Regions from separate parts of the Zea mays genome. Here all the other regions are linked to region 1. A link is a contact called in public Hi-C data. All regions are on one chromosome and are shown on one strand. The core of a region is the stretch at or near the end of the contact, and the rest is flanking DNA. Distances in the headings are between cores, read along the strand shown.

Region 1 (4,468 bases), core at 1,521-4,020:
CTTCCGTTCTTCCCCTTCTCCTCTTGACTCTATTGCTGATTATTAGCTAGGCGACGGGGATGCCTAGAATTTTTGGGTGCCTGGACGCCTGCACGACACCTTTGAAACTATGGATGGGAGACCTTACAATGATACAGTCACACCTTCATCCTGATATGCTCTCAAGGGCAGGTGTACACGTTACCCTAGGCAGATGTATCGCATTTAAGACCATACTAGGTCAGGCAATCATGCTCGTTACTAGGGAATGGTAAAATCATTGTAGTCATGACTAGGTATTCACGTATTAAAAGTACGAGAAACAGTACTAAACTCCTGTTATGGCGTACTGGTGCCATTAAAGCACTCGTCCACTGTCCACACTTTGAACAGACACTTAGAACGTCCCCACAATAGGAATGATTAACACTGACGCATGCCTGACGTGCATTACATGGCTACGATGTATAGAGCCTGCAGTAGTACAAGTATAAGACCGTATGAGACGGGGGTAGTTGACCCGGTGATAGGTAGGTCCCACAAGTAGAGCAGACATACAACCTATGCCCCTCCTTGGGCTATAAAGGGGAGAGATAGAGCAACATATATAAGTTAAGTGAAGTGGGAAAGAGGTTGAAATAGCTCGGTAAGTAGGGCTGGACAAAATACTCGTGGCTCGTGAGCTCGCTCGACTCGTGGTCAGCTCGGCTCGGCTCGACTCGGCTCGTTTCAATTTTGTCACGAGCTGAGCTAACATCTCAGCTCGGTTCGTTAACGAGCCAGCTCGACACGAGCTCGAGCCAGCTCGTTAGCTCGAATGAGCTAGCATTTATATGCAAAACAGAGCCTATATATGTATTGGATGAATTAATAAGTGATGAACTATGTTAATTTAAAGTTTAAATGATGTGATGTATAAAATTCAGAGTATTGTTAGTCTTTTCTAGTGTTAAATTAGTATGAAATTAACTAGCAATTGATTATATTGTTGTATATACATATGTATACTATTTTTTGTTGTGGCTCGCGAGCTAAACGAGCCAGCTCGAGCTCGCAAACGAGCCGAGCCGAGCTGGTTCTCTGGCTCGATTGCTTCACGAGTCGAGTCGAGCCAGCTCATTTCCTTAACGAGCCAGCTCGAGCTCGGTCGAGCCGAGCCGAGCTGGCTCGATATCCACCCCTATCGGTAAGCCCAACACGAGCAACATAGAACCCAAACCCTAGAAACTCAGTTAGGGTTCAAGAAACACACATAGAATAAGGCAAGCGACACGCTTATAAACAGGTAGAATGAGCTTGGCTCGAGCTCTCTGGCCATACAACTCATCCCACCAGAGCAAATACATCCACCAAAGAGGACATAGGGTATTACGCTAATGGGATCTAAACCTCTATAAATATATGTGTGCTAAGGCTCTGATGTCATGAATTCATAAACATACTCTATGGTGCCAGGACTTACTCCTTGCTATTTTTTCTTTGGTAGCACTCTGATGTCGGTACAACAAGTACAATAATTTTTCAACTTACCTTACTTTGAGATCTTCCTTCACCACATCAAGTTTCTCGCTGAACTCCTTCATGGATTTCTGGAATTCAGGATTGCTACAATAAAAATAAAAATTATATGATAAACAAATAAATAAAGTGAACAAATGTTAATCGTCGTAATTGTACGGTAAAGGTGATTCAGCAGTATTTCAGTTGTTTAAGATTTCATGATGGTGGAGACCTTACAAAGTAACACATACCTCTTGGCCTCACCCTTTAGTTGCTTAGAAAACTCATTGAAAACGCTTAGGTTCCTGTTATTCAGATGTCTATATCCATTAGTTGTTTGCACATTTGCCTTTGTAGCCTACACCACATACCAGCAATGGATGGAAATTAGTAAAATGTGTGCAGCTACGCAATAAATGAAAAAAAAAAGGATGACAATAAGGCATACAGCAAAGACAGCTTCGCAGGCATTCTGTTTTTTTTTGGTTACATGCCGAACAAAGAAAAAGGCACAGAGTACTTTACTTTTGAAATAGATCAAAAAAATGAACTGTCTACCTAACCTACAAAGTTGTACAGTTTTTGGTGCCGTAAACAAGCAAATCCTAGCTTAACAAAGGTGTACATGCAAGTTTAAACTGCCGTCTGTCCCCTGTTTGTGCAGTCATCAAGAAATTCCATGAAATGAATCAATTTCACACAAATCTTCAAATCCAATAAAAAAAGAAATCATGTGTAGCAGGCAAATGGCGCCATCAATGTTTAAACTGCAACAGTGAACATAAGTTTTCCCATGAAAGTTGCTTCATCGTTTACCTCCCTAAAAGTAACCTATACTGGTGGGTGGTGGCTACTATTCAACAGGATGATCGTAAGCTATTTGAGATGACATGAGAGCAAACGCCCACATGCTATTGTTCAGGTGAGGGGGGGAGCTCCCATTGTAGTCCATATATAGCTTACTACTCGAAATATTAATTGTATCATTACCAAATTGCTAAAAGAGAGCATACTCTACTCACCAATCGCAGCGCGGCTTCGGATGAGGGCCGCCGGAGAGCCCGGAGCAGTGCTGTGGTCGCCATCCCTGGCATGGGCGGACAGATTTTGCAAAAAAAGTTGGAAGGTAGTAGAAATCAAATAGCCAACTAACTTAGAGTTTGGGTGCTCGGTTTCGGCTTTCGCACACCAGGAAGGGAAGAGAAGGGGTCGGAATACCTGGCGGGTGTTCGTCGCCGGCGAAGGCCTCGGTATCTAACGTAGGGCGGCGGCGGCGGTAGCCCACCCAGTCGTCGCAGAGAGAGAAAGAGGGAGACAGCACACGCGGACGCAGGTGAAGATGAACGGAGCCGTAGCCCAGTCCGGGGTTGTTCGGCCCAGCTGTAGCACACCCCCACGGGCCTTCGCATGGGCCATTCTATTTCAAACCTTTTCCTTTTCAGTAATTTTTCCCTTTTTTTCCTTCTCTCTGTTTTTGTTCCTGATTTTATATATCTATATTTATAGGAACAATTGGATCTATACCATTAAAAGATCCAAACTTTAGATATATACCATGGACCCCACATGTCATTGACTCATGTGGACCTACATGTAAGTGAGATAGTAATGGTATGGATCCAAAGTGGTGATCTTTTAATGATATGTATCCAAATTTCCCATATTTATATCCTCTCTATGGGACGAGTACCAATCTTCGGCTGGAGACAACAGACAACCCTCTTTGGCGTGGATGTGTTTGATAGAAGGGCTAGAAAAAGAGAGAAGTTGCATAATCAAACAGAAGAAAAAATACGACCAAAATAAGGGTCTGTTTGATTCGTGTGACAAACATTTTAGTGGCTAATTTTAGCATCTTGGTATTCAAACAGGCTTAGCTAATTGTTAGTCGGATGGCTGCCAAACTGTTTGCTCATTAAGCTTGCTAATAGATACTAATTGTTAGCCAAGACTCAAAACATATACCGGCAAACAATTAGACAAATTGTTTGCTCATTAAGCTTGCTAATAGATACTAATTGTTAGCCAAGGCTCAAAACATACACCGGCAAACAATTAGACGGGAGGATCTAAACATGGTCTAAGAGCTTCTCCAAGAGACTAGTTAAATGGTTCGCTAAATCAAATTTTGGCTATTCAATAGCAAAATAACTCTTCGACAGACTATTTATTTGATTCGCCAAACTATCTGACTCTCAAAATTAGCTCTCTCACTAGCTAAATTTGGCTAGCCATCTAACTAGCAAAATTAGATAGATAGTCTATTGTAGTAAGCTGCTATAAATAAAGTGTAATATTTATAAAAAGATAAATATATAGTTAAATAGAGAGTCAAAAATAAAAAGTCTTTTGAAGATGGAGATGCTCTAAGCTGGTTTAACTCAGCCGTACTTTAGAGAGACACATGGTACATGTGCTGCATGTCGTTAGTACTTGATAAAATTTTAGATTTTGTACCATTCATACATATAGTTTTCCTTTTTAGTTATTTCTCAACATTTTCCTTTTTTTTTTTTGCTTCACAACAAACTACATATATATAGAGATGCGAATTTCCTCTAATATCCAATTTTTTCATTCAAATAAGTTGCAATTTCGTGTACGCAATAGTCACCATGCGATCAAGCTGCCAACACGTCACACGGATGCTGAACGGATGCATATTTTTAGCGCAAGGGAAATTTTTACTTTGAGACAATGAAAGGATAATTAATTAATACAAGGTTCTCCTGACCACTTAGCACAGTATGCAACAAGTATTGTGGTAACATATCTCCCATGATGAAGAGATGTGCTAGTACACACACAATCGGGTAACTTGTTCGGCATGATGAATAGATTGGCTACATGTAGAGACCATCCGGAACACCTTCCTTCTTCTTGTACATCACCTTCTCCTTTGCCTTCTTGAAATCTGCATGGGTCACCTGGGTGTACCCAAAACAAAAACATCAGCAAATCTCAGAACCTAATCAGATCGAAGTGCTAT
Region 2 (4,584 bases), core at 448-2,947, 140 kb before region 1:
TGTATCCTACCCTAATGTATTTAAAACGGATTTAGAATCGGATACGGATAGTTAGAAATGGGACGGATACGGATACATGGACCGGATATTTATCGGGGCGGATAAGTGACAGATACAAATATTATTTGATCGGATATCGGATACTTGTCGGATAATGCATTAATTGGTTATCATAAAATATTATTTTTCGACCACAAAATTGCAAGTAAATTAATACTAATAAACATTTAATAGAAGATAATCTCAAGTTCCCACATAAAAATGGTAAAGTGAAGTATTGATTATGTTGAAACTTGGATACTTAGAGTGAGTTCACGTGTAACTCACACAATAAGTGGAAATAAAATAAAAGAAACGTTGACATCCTGTGGATTTTATGGTCCCATTATTTTTTATGACTATATGTGGCTATATGTTGTACCTTCGTATAATTTCATAGATTTTTGAGGCTATTTGTACATTATTAATTTCTTTCTACATCAAATCATCAAAATATAATTAAAATTCATAAATACGCTAGTTTTGATCCAAAATTGCAAAAAGCTTACCAAAACAAATAAACATTCTATTCAAATAAAACCTCAAGTCGCCACATGAAAATGATAAGTGAAATATTAATTATGTTGAAACTTCGATACATAAAATGATTTCACGTGTAACTTACGCAATAAGTGGGAGTGGAATGGAAGAAACTCCAACATCTTGTAAATTTTATAGTCCAAATGTTTTTGAGAACTATATGTGGATATATGTTGTGTCCCCGTAAAATTTCATAAATTTTTAGGCTATTTGGTGTATTATTAATTTCTTGTTGTAGAAAATCATCAAAATACAATTAAATTCATAAAAATATTGTATCGTCGACCAGAAATTACAAATAAGTTACCAATATTAATAAATAGTTTATAAAAAGATAATCCTAAGTTCCCACATGGAGATAATCTTAAGTCCTCACATGAAATGATAAAGTCTATTATTTTGATATAAATCTAGACATTATTTTAATAATTTTGGCCTAAAGATATGTTTAAACAAAAATGTGTTGTACTACAAAGTTATAGATCTCATCGAGCTCTACAATTTTCATATAAACTTTATCTTTATCCGATTTCATATGTAAAAGTTATGATTTTATAACTATATTATTATGCAGAAAAAGAAAAAACGGGTACCCGAATCCGACCCGAATATCCGGGTATTTACCGGGTAGTACTCGCTCCGTATCCGACCTGAATCCGAAGCTGTACTATCCAGGTATTATCTGTATCCGTTCCGAATATAAAAAATACTCGTATCCGAAAAATAGTCCCAAATTAGTACACATATCCGGTATCCGTTTCGTGTACTCTGCCCGTTTTCACCCCTAATATAAAGATCAAAGAAGAAAGTCTGTCTGGGCCGTGCTTTGCTTTGCTCTGCTCGGGTCAGTTAATTAACTACCATGCAGTAGCTAAGGAAGGGGCTCCATTGCTTGCCGTCTCCTACCACGAATGGTCCCGGATTAGTACACGTATTCGGTACCCGTTTCAAGTACCCTGTCCGTTTTCATCCCTAATATGAAGATCAAAGAAGAAAGTCTGTCTGGGCCGTGCTTTGCTTTGCTCTGCTCGGGTCAGTTAATTAACTACCATGCGGTAGCTAAGGAAGGGGCTCCATTGCTTGCCGTCTCCTGCCACGAATGGTCTGGTCGCTGTCTTCTTCTGAGGACCTAACCCAAGACGGTAGGTAAGTGCCAGCTTAAAGTCTATCTAAAGGCGGACCACCACTGTCCACCTGGGCGGCGATGGCGACCGCCGCGAGGGAGAGGCGCCTGCCGCCGGCGCTGCCCCTGGCGACTCTCATCGGCCGGGAGCTCCGCGCGGGGGGCTCCGAGCGCCCGGCCCTGCGCTACGGCCACGCCGGCTTTGCCAAGCGTGGCGAGGACTACTTCCTCGTCAAGCCCGACTGCCTCCGCGTCCCCGGGGACCCCGCATCCGCGTTCTCCGTCTTTGCCGTACGTACCGCCCTCCCGCCCGCCTCTCTCTCTCTCTCTCTCTCGCGCGCGCGCGCGCGCTGCTGCGCCCTGTTCTGACGCCTCTCCGCCGCGTGGATCTGGCGCGCAGGTGTTCGACGGCCACAACGGCGTGTCGGCGGCGGTCTACAGCAAGGAGCATCTGCTCGAGCACGTCATGAGCGCGCTGTCGCCGGACATCGGCCGCGAAGACTGGCTGCAGGCGCTGCCGCGCGCGCTCGTCGCCGGCTTCGTCAAGGCCGACATCGATTTCCAGCGCAAGGGTGAGTGCCATGCTACTGCCCAGTACCGTTTGCAGTCGAGATTGGAGGTCAACGTAGTTATCGTCCCTGTCTCTGTCTGTGTGTGTGCCTATTAAGGGGAGGTGTCCGGAACCACGGCGACACTGGTGGTCATCGATGGGTTCACGGTCACGGTGGCGTCGGTGGGTGACTCGCGCTGCATCCTGGACACGCAGGGCGGCGAGTTGCAGCTGCTAACCGTGGACCACCGCCTGGAGGAGAATGCAGAGGAGCGGGAGCGCGTCACGGCCAGCGGTGGGGAAGTAGGCCGGCTCAATCTCTTTGGCGGCCAGGAGGTAAACCACTTCAGTTCGAGTGAATCAGTAACTTGCTTATCCTCAATCAATTCCTGCATGAATGCTTATGTTGGGGGACTTTAGGTCGGCCCTCTCCGGTGCTGGCCTGGTGGCTTGTGCCTCTCAAGATCCATCGGGGACATGGATGTTGGAGAGTTCATTGTGCCCATTCCACATGTCAAGCAAGTCAAGGTTAGATATAAATTACGAAATGCAGGGGTCTGTACTTGAGTTTTTCTGAGACGCATGTTATGCTGAGTTGTCAAAGCTGCTTCTCTGTGATCTTTTGTAATTTCAGCTATCAAACACCGGAGGAAGACTGATAATAGCATCTGATGGCATATGGGACGCGTTGTCCAATGAAGCAGCTGCAAAAGCATGCAGAGGATTGCCTGCAGAACTGGCAGCGAAGCTTGTCGTTAAGGTAATTCAGCATTTAGCTGTACTACTTTGAGGCGCCCAATGGTGCAGCTACGGTTGGCTCAGTTTCTATCATTTGACATGCAGCAAGCTCTGAAAACAAGCGGGCTAAAGGATGACACCACCTGTGTCGTAGTTGACATTATCCCGTCCGATCATCTGACATCGCCACAATTGTCTCCAAAGAAAAATCAGAACAAGTTGAAGTCACTTTTTCGTAGAAGGTCGCATAGTTCAGTTAGAAAGCTTGGAGGCAAGTCTGCCTCCATTGGTTCCGTGGAGGAGTTATTTGAAGAAGGGTCTGCAATGCTAGAAGAAAGGTATGCTTGCTCTTCCAATGTTCCACTGCATTCGTCTTGTGTTAATTTCTGTCAGTATCATTTTCTCTCGTTTTCATCTTGGGTTTTTGGCCCTGTTTGGCACAGCTTATTTTCAGCTTCTTCACAAATTTAAGCAGAAGTTCTGCCAAACAGCCAGCTTCTACAGCAGCTTATTAGTTCAGCTGCTTCTCAGAATACACTAAAAGCAGCCAACAAGCAGAAGCTGCCTTTCACCAGCTTCTCAGATAAGCTGCTTTTTCAACAAGCAGCAGTTGTGCCAAACAGGGCCTTTTATGTAACATATAATGTGTGGGATGGTAAGATACTAGCATGCTACCTTGAGCCTTGTCATTTTCTTAGCATATCTGGACAGGCTGTTTTATTTCTGCGGCCTTTGCCTTTTAGCCTATTCCCATTATCAACTTACATTACCTTGTATACATGCTCTGTCAATTCTGTTTGAGATTTCAGAGCTATTTTTGTGGAAAAAGAAGGCGGCTAATCTATACCTTTCAAACGCAGACAAGTTTGTTCATAAACTAGAGCAGCGATGGTGTTTTACTTGTATTTTCTGTATTAATGACGAGAGCGTTTAGCTGAACTTGGTGTGCTACCATGACCTTGGTATCAATCTTAGGAGTGCAAGTTATGTTCCTTCCCTTGTTTTCGTTCTTCTGTTTTTCTAGTCTCTATATGTGACATAAAATGTTTCAGCTCTGTTTTTTGAGGACATATCTTGTGCACATGGAAGATTGGTGCACATATTAAATCATCACCACTCATTTTAGATATAACGTCTCTAGTCAATTTACAAATAACACCTTCCACCACTACACACCAACACGTTGGAGGGTGTTCTTAGCAAAATATACCAAACAACTAGAGACGTTAGATCTAAAATGAATGGTGATGATTTAATATGCGCACCATGTGCACCAATCTTCCATGTGCACCAGATATATTCTCCTGTTTTTTAGGGAACTCATGTCTAGTTTTTTTTTTTTTGGTGGAGAAAGGCTAAACTACAATGCCTCTATGTCTTTTCTGGCTTCTATCATCCTATCCTATGGTGTCATTAACATTCAAGGCTTGCTGTTGCAGGTTGGGTAGGAATCTGTCCTTGAAAGCAGCTTCACCACCTTTCCGCTGTGCAATCTGCCAAGTGGACCAAGAGCCCTTCCAAGATTTGATGGCAGATAATGGAGGTGGTTACTGCTCTTCCCAGTACGCTCCATGGGGTGGCCCATGTCTCTGTT
Region 3 (4,651 bases), core at 1,896-4,395, 240 kb after region 1:
TTGATCTTCTTATTCAGGTTACAATACTTTGTCCTAGTGAAGAGCTCTGCTTTCCTGTGTAACTTCTGGTGATGTTGCTTACTTTGACTTTGTTGGCGCAAGTTGATGCGAGGGAACCTAGTTTTTCGCTATGCTAAATTTACGGTAATCACAATTTCATAGGTTAGAACTACAAGGAAACTGTTGTCCTGAATACACAGTGCTGTTAAGGAGCCTTGTGCTGTGAAGATTTTCTATTCATTGCTTTTTAGTTTTTATCTGCATATCAGGTCATAAGAGCATCTCCAATAGTTCTCGAAAAATTAATCGGAAAATCTGTGAGTTTTCGGAGTGGCTAAAAAGGTTGAGCACATTTGTTGGGTTCCTTAAGGCTGTCTCCAGCAGCTTACTCATCTAATCTCCTATCTCATCTCCTATTTTAAACTTCACTCTGTGAACAGTACAATCTCCTATCTCATCTCCTATTTTAAACTTCACTCTGTGAACAGTACAATCTGCAATACAAAACAATGCTTTGTATGACCATATGCACGATCTGCTAGGATAGCCTAATAGTTTTCAAAACCTCACTCCTAAAATATAGAAGACAAGCGTCAGGAACCGCAGACTATTTCTAAATCACCCGAACCACTTTTATACTTAGTTTCTCTCAGTACATATGCAGTATGAACCCTGTTCTACTTTTTATTCTTCCCACATCCTACCTCTAGATCGGCATTTGTAGATATGTGCACGTATATTTCCCAAATGCGGAAAGATTGGGTGTAGTTATTGGAGAGCAGTTTTTTTTTCAATCTTGCTAAAAAATCTGGATTGGGAGTGGGTGTTGTAACCTTTTGGAAATGCTCTAAGGTCCTGTTGTTGAATTGTCTAGACATATATATCTTCTTTTTTTTAAAAAAAACTTGTTGCATGAGATCTAAAATGAAGGACATGCCTAGATTAGTGGTGACTGGTGAGAAGCCTTTCCACTGAGCCAAAGTTCCTAGATTCAATGCAGCCTCTGCGAAAATGCAGGGATAAGGCTTGCCTCAAATATTACTTCCCCAGACCTCTCATGTGGGAGCCGCCGGGTCTGTTCTAGAGATCTAAGATTCTAATTTGAGCTTCTTGGTGCAGATATTTCCTCTGGAAGCTCCACCATTGATATCCAGTGCTCTTCAGGTACTATAAACTTGGTCATGTGTCTGGAATGCTCAAATGACCCTCTATTTTTTATTACATTATTTTTCCATTTCCATTAATCTAACTTGTGCATTCATGACAACTTCTAGAAACTTACCTTCATTTCGTTGAGTCAAGATGATGGCCAAAACCCGTCTAGGACAACTGTCCGAGCATCCTCTGGGGCGATTCTTGCTAGGCTTCTGGTGATGAATACAAACTTTTCGGCACAACTATTATCAGAGCCTGCTCTTTTGGCAAGCATCCAACAAGCAGGGATTTCTGTGAACAATAATCTGCTTTTTTCTTTGGTTGATATGTGGATCGACAAGGTACATTGTTTCTTGCAAATTGAGCATCTCGTTCTAAAGATTGAGATACATGGTTCTAGTAGGCTCTTTTGATCCCGTCATTTGTTATATTTGTAACATAAATTATGTTGTGCATTTGATATATCTAACATGTTATTGTTTCAACACATATATCTTGACCTGGTGATGCTGAAGAGCTCAGTGGTTTTTGTGGTGTACTATTTTAACAAGCACTATGTCATTGGACAGGTAGATGACGCAAATGCTATACAGCAGAAGGAATACGCAATGGCACTTTCTGTAATCCTGACATTACAGGTACCTCAGGTCATTGACAAACTTGATGACATACTGAGGTAAGATGTTTCTTGGGCATTTAACTGAAACTGAAAGTTTGCCTTGTTGGTGGTTGGGTTACGTACCGATGAGTTATATGATTTAATGCAGTGTCTGCACTACTGTCATTATAGGAAGCCGTGAAGTAAAGACTGATGACGATACTAGGTATCCTTTCATCCTTCATTTTAATACGATTAAGGCTCTTTTATTTATTTCTTGTTAAGCCTTTTTTTGTTTGCAGCGGCGATATCACAAGCTCTTCATGGATAGGCAACGATGGTTCAGGTTATTCCAACACTTCAAGCAAAGAGCTGAGAAAGCGCCAGGTATAGCATGCTTTACCTAGCTATTCATTTCCAAATACATGCAGGTCTTCTGTAAGGGCACTGTTTATGATTTTTTGTTGTTGTTGTTGTTGTTGACTAGGTAAAGGATTCAGATCCTATCAAACAAACATCGCTAGAGATGGTGTTAAGAGAGAACTTAAAAGCATGTGCTGTTTTCCATGGGGATGCAGCATTCAACGCTGCCATCGGCAGGATCCATCCATCTTCGTTTGCTCAGCTGCAACAGGCCCTGAATACTGCATAAGAGTGCATAGCTGCTTACTGGATTGTATGGAGCATTACGTGGAGCAGGCATTGCTTTGTGAGGTCATATAGATTGGTGGGTGATAATAGAAACCCACAAAAGACTGCATGCTTAACCTGGTGCTTGCTTCTTTTCAGGTGCTGACAGACAGTTGAATCGCGGTATGACACAGCAGTGCAGTGCAGAGAGAGCATGTCCTGATCTTCCGAAATATAATTGGATTGGATTGGATTACCGCGGTCAATGTGGATGGCCAGAGTTTTTATAGCTGTCCTTCCAACATGACTGACTCGATCTTCTCCCCTCCCCCTTCTCAAATCATGGCCAGGCATCCATCCTAGTTGATTTTTATCCCTTGTTTAGCGAGGTGACGCCGAGATTGTTGTTTGAGAAGGAAATCTGGAATGCAATTTTGTTGTACGTTTTATGTTCCCATTAGGAATAAAAATGTTCTTTACATTCACGTATATCTAGATTCTCAAATATTTGTCGACAAATAAAAAAGATGCATGGTTCGTGGGTCAAGCAAGAGCCTAGTGGCTAGCTAGTGTCGGACGCCGGACCGGATGGCGCACACGCGGAAGGGCAATAATCCAACGGTCAAGATAAAACGCTAAGCCGGGTGCGCTCATCTCCACCACACATCGCACGGCTCCAGTAATAGCCGCCTCCCACCCACACCATTGCTTACCCAAAACCCCCTCCCCCTCCACTCCGTCATCTCACAACCCAAAGAGAAACAGCCAAATCACAGCTCCCACCACGGCGCCGCCACCACCTCCAGCCCCACCGCCACGGCGGCCGGTGCAACCCTTTCCGTCGCACCCATTGCGTGCGCAGCCGCCCTCCTCCCCACCGCTCGGCTCCTGCGCGGGCGAATGGGTTACTCATCCGCCGCCGCCGCCGCCTTCGCCGTCCTTCCCGCCCCCTCCCCATCGTCCTCCGACGACTCCGACGACGCCAATACCCTCCCTACCAACCCCATCGTGGAGCCGGAAGTAGCCTCCCCGCACCAAACTCCGCCTCCAAAGCTGCAGCAGCTGGAGCGCGGCTGCAACTTGGCAATGACGCCGCTGGGGCGCGCCGGGGACGTCGACCAGGTCGTCCACCTCTTCTCCGACCTCATGCTCTCCACCTCAAGCGCCGGCGTCCCGCCCAGCGTGCTCTGCTACAACACGCTCCTCAACGCGCTCGTGGAGGCCGGCCGCGCGGTGGAGGCCCGCAGCGTGTTCGACGGAATGCTCGCGGCGGGCGTGGCGCCCAACGCGTCGTCCTTCAACATCCTCGTCAAGCTGTACGCGTGGCGGACCGCCGACTTCCATCTTGCCTACGACCAGATCCACGCCATGCGGCGCCACGGGTTGCTGCCCGACGTCGGCACCTTCTCCACGCTCGTCACGGGGCTGTGCCGGGCGGGGAAGCTTGACGAGGCCTGGGGCGTGCTCGATTGGATGCTGCAGGAAGGGTGCCGCCCCATGGTGCACACGTACACGCCCATCGTGCAGGGCTATTGTCGTCAGGGCCAGATCGAGGAGGCTACCAACCTGATTGGCTTCATGGAGGATGCCGGTTGTCCTCCCAATGCTGTCACTTACAATGTTCTGATAAGGGCGCTGTGTGACGATGCCAGGTTCGCTGAGGTCGAGCAGGTGTTAGCAGAGATTGAAACTAAGGGCCACGAGCTCAGTACGGTTACCTATAATATATACATGGATGCTCTTGGCAAGAAAGGCATGGCTAAGGAAGCACTCAAGCAGTTTGAGGCCTTGCAATGTAAAGGGCTGCATCCCACAGCTTTTACTTTGAGCATCATTCTAAATTGCCTTTGCTGTACCTCGAGGTTTTCACAAGCCATTTCCATCTTGGAGAGGAGCACAGACTTAAATTTCTGCGCTGCTGTTGTTGCTTACAACACTGTGATGAGCAGACTGTGTGACATGGGCAGATGGCCAGCTGTTCTGGAGCTCTTGGCAGACATGATCAAGAAATGTATCATACCCAACACACGCACGCTCAACATTTTCATTCATAGTCTTTGCATCGCTGATAAGCTTTCTGTAGCTATGAAACTGGTCTGTAATCAAGGGTTTCCTGCAAATGCTGTGACATACAATACACTCATCCATTCGTTTTACTTAAGAGGAGAGGCCTATGAGGCGGACAACATGTTTGCGTACATGACAGAAGTAGCAAATATTGCTCCAGATGAAGTCACCTATACCATAATGGTTGATGGATTATGCAGA

What was found. A called contact is a pair of places that touch in the nucleus more often than the background predicts.
Region 2: a Hi-C map of leaf shows a contact between it and region 1, with 2.4 times the contacts expected there. The contact joins the promoter of LOC100272395 here to the promoter of LOC100193036 in region 1. A contact is called at or near these places in 3 of 25 Hi-C or Micro-C datasets (leaf and tassel).
Region 3: a contact with region 1 is called in a Hi-C map of ear, with 3 times the contacts expected there. The contact joins the promoter of LOC100281543 here to the promoter of LOC100193036 in region 1. A contact is called at or near these places in 11 of 25 Hi-C or Micro-C datasets (bundle sheath, ear, endosperm and 5 more).

What each region holds. Positions count from the first base shown.
Region 1 is chr2:224,868,400-224,872,867 of Zm-B73-REFERENCE-NAM-5.0, forward strand. LOC100193036 reads right to left here and starts at 2,771. Exons shown (of 15, transcript NM_001138204.1): 1 at 2,698-2,771; 2 at 2,502-2,566; 3 at 1,731-1,837; 4 at 1,510-1,584. The coding sequence starts at 2,564. It overlaps LOC100193364 (26S protease regulatory subunit 4 homolog), which reads right to left. Exons shown (of 5, transcript NM_001309877.1): 5 at 4,171-4,406. The coding sequence ends at 4,323.
Region 2 is chr2:224,726,387-224,730,970 of Zm-B73-REFERENCE-NAM-5.0, forward strand. LOC100272395 reads left to right here and starts at 1,698. Exons shown (of 7, transcript NM_001146875.1): 1 at 1,698-1,993; 2 at 2,103-2,274; 3 at 2,371-2,588; 4 at 2,673-2,780; 5 at 2,887-3,012; 6 at 3,096-3,328; 7 at 4,430-4,584. The coding sequence starts at 1,784.
Region 3 is chr2:225,111,871-225,116,521 of Zm-B73-REFERENCE-NAM-5.0, forward strand. It overlaps LOC100281543, which reads left to right and starts at 3,146. Exons shown (of 6, transcript NR_158758.1): 1 at 3,146-4,651. LOC103647957 (importin-11) reads left to right here. Exons shown (of 24, transcript XM_035965529.1): 17 at 1-17; 18 at 1,120-1,164; 19 at 1,275-1,496; 20 at 1,725-1,831; 21 at 1,946-1,979; 22 at 2,056-2,140; 23 at 2,241-2,462; 24 at 2,543-2,872. The coding sequence ends at 1,955.